Regions from separate parts of the Danio rerio genome. Here region 1 is linked to region 2. Evidence: chromatin contacts called from public Hi-C data. All regions are on one chromosome and are shown on one strand. Each heading gives the region's core, a stretch centred on a gene start, on an enhancer-like site or on the middle of the called end of the contact. The rest is flanking DNA. Distances are from core to core; before and after follow the strand shown.

Region 1 (3,586 bases), core at 829-3,328, 190 kb after region 2:
CACAGAATTGCAGGTACAGTATACCTTCTAAAGGACACACTCACATTTGTTCTGTTCCAAACCCTAGTGTGCTGCCTACGTAAGCAGTATTTTAGGGTAGCATTTTAAGGCATTGAAGTCACACTCCCAACATGAAGAGGCAGGGAAATTATACCGCCTACGAAGATAGTTATTCTGCTTAGATGCATTTGCCCTCAGTATTATCTGAATTTCCTACATTTTTCATTCAAAAGTTTAAGGTCGGCACACTTTTTTATATTTATTTATTTTTGTTCATCTCACAATTCAAATAATCACAAATGATTTGCATATATTACTAAAAATAAAGCAAAAATAGTATTATAACAGTATAATAATATAGTATACGTTTCTATCGCTTACAATGTCATTGTTTTGTGGAAAAGCTGATTTAAAAAAAAGTATTAATAAGAAGATAGTAATAGTATGATGTATATCTGAAGCAACATTTATTCTTATTATTATTGATAATCAATGCTAAATAATTAATTTCTACATTATTTGATAAGTTATTTACTTGGAACAGGGGTGTCTAAACTCTGTCCTGTAGGGCCGGTGTCCTGGAGCTAATCAAGTTCTTACTAGATATACAAGAAAACTTCCTGGCAGGTGTTAAAGCAAGTTGGAGATAAACTATGCAGGACACTGACCCTCCAGGACTGAGTTTGGACACCTCTGACTTGGAATGTTGACTGCATTGTGTTGTGCTTCATACTTAACATAAAATTAATGTCTGTAAAATAATTAATAAATATATCTAAGTAAAAATGGTAATACATACACACTTACAGTCTATATATCTGATGTTGTGTTCACACCACACATGACACTTGCAAATAAATCATGCTATTTGCACATAGTTTACTCACTTCATCTGCACAAATTAGCTTCATTCACATGTGAAATTCACTTTACATTAGATGCGGATTCGCATCATGGGCGGGCATCTCGCTTTGATGCTAAATGGCTAACATGGATTTTATTGAGAGAGTAGTTGTGTTTATGTGCTTTAGGAAGGCTGAAAAACAGTGTATATTTGTTCGGCGCTGTTTCAGGGTCCACTTGATTCTTTCAGAGGTGCACCCAGCTCTGTGAGTTCATTGACTTCTCCAGAAGCCTTATCTGGAGGATGAAAGCTTTCAGCGGTGGTTCAGATTGAGCAGAGCCCAGTTTTATGAGCTGTTTCCAGCGTCGACAAGAGGAACTCCCCTCGGGACACCAACAACAAGTACTACGTCATAATCATGCCCCTACAGTAGCGAGCTTCTGATTGGTTAACTGAGTTGGTTTTTTCCAACTCGAGTGATTTGCAGGATCGCTATGCAGGATGTCTGTTTACTTCTTTGCTTTGACTTAATATGTAAATCACTCGTGCTGTGTGCTTCATCCGCGTCTGGTATGAACGCACCATAACACTGCCTTTCTTGGTTGCTGGACTATAGATACAAGAATTACAAAATACTTACTACTGTCTATTTAGAAACTGCTTTTACCATGACTTCAGTGATTTTAAAAGCTCTTTATGCAATAATTATTGCCTAGTTACATTTCACCCAAACTGTATATAAAGCATACTTTTAGACGCAAAGTGTGTATTGTCAAGTATGTTTACCTATACATGAAACTGATCCTCTGCTTTAAACCCATCCAAGTGTGGTTTATTCACTTCCCCCATTTTCAATTCCTGCCAGTACCAGGAATCGAACCTGCAACCCTTCAATTTCAAGTCCAGCTCTCTAAACATTAGGCCACACAAAAAGGCATAAGTGGATTGGTGAGTAAATAGAATAAATACACTCTACAAGTGTGTGATTTGGATGTGGCATACCATTAGCTTAGCAACATACTAGTCTACTTTCCCATTGTATCTGTTAATAAAAAAATATAATTCTTTTTCATAAGGCAGCAGCTCTGTTTTTTTGGAGCTGATCCATTTTTTGATACCAGTATTAAAAAAGCCAAAACCTAATTTCATCTGAACGTCAGTAGTCCTCACAAGTGAACTTGTGGTCACCAAGACTATACCGCAGTCATGCTTGAGCAATGCAGTCACTGAGTCAGCACAGAAATCCATAGAGTGGTCGAGCAGTCATCAATCAATGTCTACACACACACACACACACACACACACACACTCCATATCAACCCTACTGTAGTCTTGAAACACACTCACAGGACAGTCTAAAACCAAGAAATTTTGAAACTTAACACATAAAAACACACACATATGTAAAAAAAAAAAAAAAAACATGACTTCAACCGCAGGATCCTCTGGCAGACAAAAAGCTAAAACATTTACTGGAAAGCAGGATTGTGTGAAACCGATTGGCTTGCATTGGAAAGAGCTGAACAGTTCTAGTTTTTGGAAAAGCCCAACTAAACTAATCCTGAACCAAATGTCTTTTTCAATTCTCTGTGTTTACTGGGGAACATCCGTGCGGGTCGATCGAGTGTGATATGTACAGAAATGTCCATAAAAGGGCTCCATCTGAACGCAGACGAGAGGCAGCTGCAACAATAGGCAGACATAATTTGTCTGTCATGAGGAGTATTATTTATATCCAAGGTCTAGACTACATCACAGTCACAGAACAGGGTGTGGAAACTTCTGTGAACGTCTCTCCAACGGTGCGTGTAAAGTCGCAGGATATGGAGAATGTCTACCTTCAGGCGATTGTCATCATTTCCAAGATCATTTCCAAACCATTTCACCGTGCAAAGAAAAAAAAAACGTCGACTGATAACTTTGTTTTGCTTTGACGCAGCGAGTGTTTGTTTCCTTCAGCGGCTGAATAATTAGCACTGAATAAATAGATAAATAAGCACAGACGAGCAAACGAATAAATGCAGTGTCGACCTTAATGAGCAGGCTCGTTAGATTGGGTGATTGCTGTTTGGAGTTAGTTTAATTCGATCTGCCTCTCTAATCCCACAGCCGGCGATGCTTCATTGTTCGCCGCAGCTCTTACAAAAACAGACGTTAGCTCATTTGAATTTGAGAGGTATAACTATTGATCTGGCACAAAGGGAATTACTATGTGTTCTGAGTGAAAACAAATTACGGCGGTTTGTCCCAATCCTAATAAAGAAAAGCAGCAATGCATTTGGTGGAAGTTTCTACCAGTCTGTATTGCAGAAATGAGCATGTATAGAGATATACTGAGGCAATTATCTGCTCAGATTGAGGGAAAGGTAAAAGTGGTGTGAATGTAAGGCGCAAAATTAACTTTCTGCTAATGGATGGTGAATTCTAAGCACTGAATGCTCTGATATTCTGGTGGGAAAGATCTTATTTTTCTTTTTACTTAGTGGAAAAAAAACAGATCAAAGTATGTAAGATGCATTGTAAATGAGATGTACTTTAAGGATTAATATGTGCAGCATGCTTTCCTTCATAACAAAATAAACACACAATGATAACAGTAAGAAACAACAGTAGATGAGAAAGCATCAAACGCAAATCTGAAAGTATCCAAAGAAAATGTGCTTTGTAATTTCCCATTTGAGTCACATCATGTTTATTTACAGTATATAGCACGGTATGCAATCTTCTTGTGTCGATGTTGCT
Region 2 (3,279 bases), core at 442-2,941:
CAGTCAGACAGTGTATAATAAATCCCGCTAGTAAAACTCTCAGCATGAAAATCTGTCTTCCAAAATGAGAATCATCAGCAATTAGTGCAAAAATGTCAAACCAGGTCATTAACATATGAAAATATCAACTTATAGCTTATGTTTAAACGTATGTACCATTTATATAGCCCATTGGCCAAAATGTTTGTTACATTCTGTATCTGCGCTGATCCTCTTCATGATAGTCACTGGAGGTGCTTCATGTGCCCGCGGCTGCACAAATACAGTCGTCAAGACTAAGTAACCATGACACGAGAACACCATGACTGGAAAAACACCGTAAATGATGGGTTACGACTTTGTAGATTAGGAGGTATATATATATATATATATATATATATATATATATATATATATATATATATATATATATATATATATATATATATATATCATACGTTTGAGGGTTTAGGTGACAAGTTGCTTAATTTTGGACCCCAATCGTATTGCGGAGGGAATCTACTGCGTAATTTACTCAGGAGTTCATATGTGCGTTTTTGAAGAAAAAAATCTATTCTTAAAAACAAAACAAGAAATCATATTACATAGTTATTTAAAATGCAAAACTGGTGTTTGGAAAGCATAGTGGAGTACAGTATGAAGCGTAGCGTTTGTGGGTGCTCATGCCGAGCGCGCGTCACCTCCAGCGGGCAGGAGACTGCCAGCGCACGAGATGAGCTTTCACCAAAATCACACTAAAACAAACTGGAACTAGAATACGAGAGGCTCGTCCTTTCAGTTTGCTAGTTTACTTCTTCCTCATTTTCCAGCCAGGGTTAATAATAAATGTTAAATGTTGCACATTTTGGCGTTTTTTGTCTGACAGTTAGGTACGAAAATATACCTAGTCAAAATTCAATATAAATGCCTATAATTATGAATAATTTAATACACAGCTTATATGCCTACTACATTGTCACGTAAAAACATAAGCGTGAATTCGAACCTGCACTGACAAATACAACTAAAAAAAGAGAAAATATAAAAAAACAAGAACTTACCCTCCTGTCCATAAACTAATGCCGCACACAAGACAAGTAAAGATCCACAGAGCTTTGCGAATAAATCCATCTTTCCTGGGTGAATGTTCACCCAGCGCGCGTAGAGGAAAAAGCTGAAGTTCTTGTGATGTTCTTTGTAAATGTTCTTCTCCACTGATGTTGTATCCACTTGTGTCTTTGAGTCCGATTACAATATCTTCCGCTTGATTTCTCGGTGTGCTTCAAAATGCTGGATGCGTAAATTCAACCCAGGCTGTTTAACATCTCCGGTTGTATCCTAAACAAAAGCAACGCAAACAAAACAAAAAAGGCTAAACCGCTTTCTCTTTAAAAGCCAGAGTTCAGAGCGAAAACATATTTTGGCTTGATTTCCTCGAGCTACAGCGGCGCGCGAGTGAACGAGGAGTGAGGTGAGCCGCGCGTTCTCTCGCCTTCCAACCCAAGTGACATGGAGCGTTTTCCCGATCTTGTCGCCTCAGAATCCACCACCAAGCGCTCTATAACTCGCATATGAGAAACACTATCAGAGAAAGGCAGCTCGGATGTGGTCTTCCGTACAGTGGGTCCGTGACTGAAGTCTTGGGATAGAGATCCTCCGCGCGCTGTCTCTTTGGCACTGCGCGTCTCTGCGTTTGAGCGCTGAGTCTTGCGCGGCAGCAGCATGTGGATGTAATAGCATTAAGGACGGGCGCAGCTATCGCATTACAGTCAGCACCTCGGCCCGCCTCTCCAGTCTCTGATTAAAGACCAGCCACTAGTCCCGCAGTTACGCTATAAAAAGGCGAGCGAGGGAAACACAAGCGCCCACAGCCACACGGGCTCGTCAAACGCTCGTGGCTGTGCGAAACCACAAGGTGGTTTGGAGAGTTTCTTCAAGGTGGTAGACGATGTAGGCTACACGCTGACAAATAATGAGGTTTAAAAAGTCCTTTTAAAGTCTCATTTAAATATTTAGCGTCTCATTAATGAACAAAGCGACTTTTTTAGATCAAAGTTTTCAAATATTCACAGCACTGTGAAAAAAAATTAAGAAGTATTAATTAACAATTATTTAGATTTGGCAGCTTATTAATTGCCTAACTTTTCCAAAACCCTTTAAAATATTAAGAAACTTTTCAGAAAACAAACAAAAAAGGTTTTGTAGAATAAGTTTAGGTCAAAACTACTTTTTGAAAAAATAAAAGAAATATCAATAAACAATTAATTAGATTTGGGAACTTATCAATTGCCCAACTATACCAAAACTCTTTAAAAATCTTAAGAAACTTTTCAGAAAACAAAAACAAAGTATTGCAGGATAAACATGTCAAAACTGCTTGACGACATAATAAAATTAAATTATAACCTAATGATATAATTTTATGTTTCACCAACATATTGGTGATATTCTTTGATTGCATTGATTGAAATAAAAAGTATTAAGTTAAGGCACTAAAAAAAATCAAAACAAATAATCCCTGTGCATCTAAGTAAAATAAAATACTTTTATACACTTTTAACTACGTAACTTAAGTAATTATGTAATCATATGAATGAAAAAAAAAAGTTTTTATAAGGTTAATCTGTTTGAAAAGAACAAAAACACTGATCTTGACAGCAAATGAAATGTTTCAGAAAACAAAAAAACTATTGTAGAATAAACCGGAAAAAATGCTATATCACTGAACCACATAGGGGGAACAACAGACTGAAACTGTTGTAATTATGATAATTATGCATAAGCTGCCATTAAGTTTGACCATGTGATCCATGATTGATGTTAGAGAGCTAGCAGTTTTGATGCCCTCCAGTTGACTTTAAGAAGAAAAGTAAAAAAGCTGAGTTGAGCCATACATTAGGTAAGGCGTTGTGCATGGTAATGTGTGGCTGAGGTTGAATTAATGCAAATGTTTCTGACAGAAAGCCAAGGAAAGATCAACAAGGGTACGGGGGTCAAACTCTGTGTAAAAATACAAGAAACCGAACAATCCAATGGTAAACGTTCCATGACGACAGATGTTTGACAGAAACTAAAAACATCTGTTTTTCTTTCCTTCTGACTGATGCACTGTTGAAAATAAACACACACACACACACAGTTAACAAGAACAAAAAAGGAGAAGTTTGTGGTAGGATGTGTGGGTCACTGAGAAAAAGGAGAAGAGAAAACAGATCTTGGGGAGAGAAATGTCCCTTTGGCTCATCCAGGATCCTTTAATTTAGACCCCCTGTGCTGAGAAATATAAAAATGAGAAAGTAA

What was found. Hi-C and Micro-C count contacts between places; a contact is called where the count stands out from the background.
Region 1: a contact with region 2 is called in a Hi-C map of an unstated tissue, with 3 times the contacts expected there. The contact joins the enhancer-like site here to the promoter of nrp2b in region 2. A contact is called at or near these places in 1 of 18 Hi-C or Micro-C datasets (an unstated tissue) and 2 of 4 datasets of contacts at active chromatin or transcription factors (embryo and gastrula embryo).

Annotation. Positions count from the first base shown.
Region 1 is chr9:14,873,498-14,877,083 of GRCz12tu, forward strand. All of the region lies in intron 21 of pard3bb (par-3 family cell polarity regulator beta b), which reads right to left. All of the region lies in intron 1 of LOC141376089 (a long non-coding RNA gene), which reads right to left. Among named protein-coding and RNA genes, the nearest start is that of nrp2b, 190 kb to the left of the region's middle. Within about 2 kb of position 2,079, at least 7 of the 62 cell types and tissues checked have an H3K27ac peak or open chromatin away from gene starts, as enhancers often do.
Region 2 is chr9:14,684,226-14,687,504 of GRCz12tu, forward strand. It overlaps nrp2b (neuropilin 2b), which reads right to left and starts at 1,692. Exons shown (of 17, transcript NM_212966.1): 1 at 1,041-1,692. The coding sequence starts at 1,110.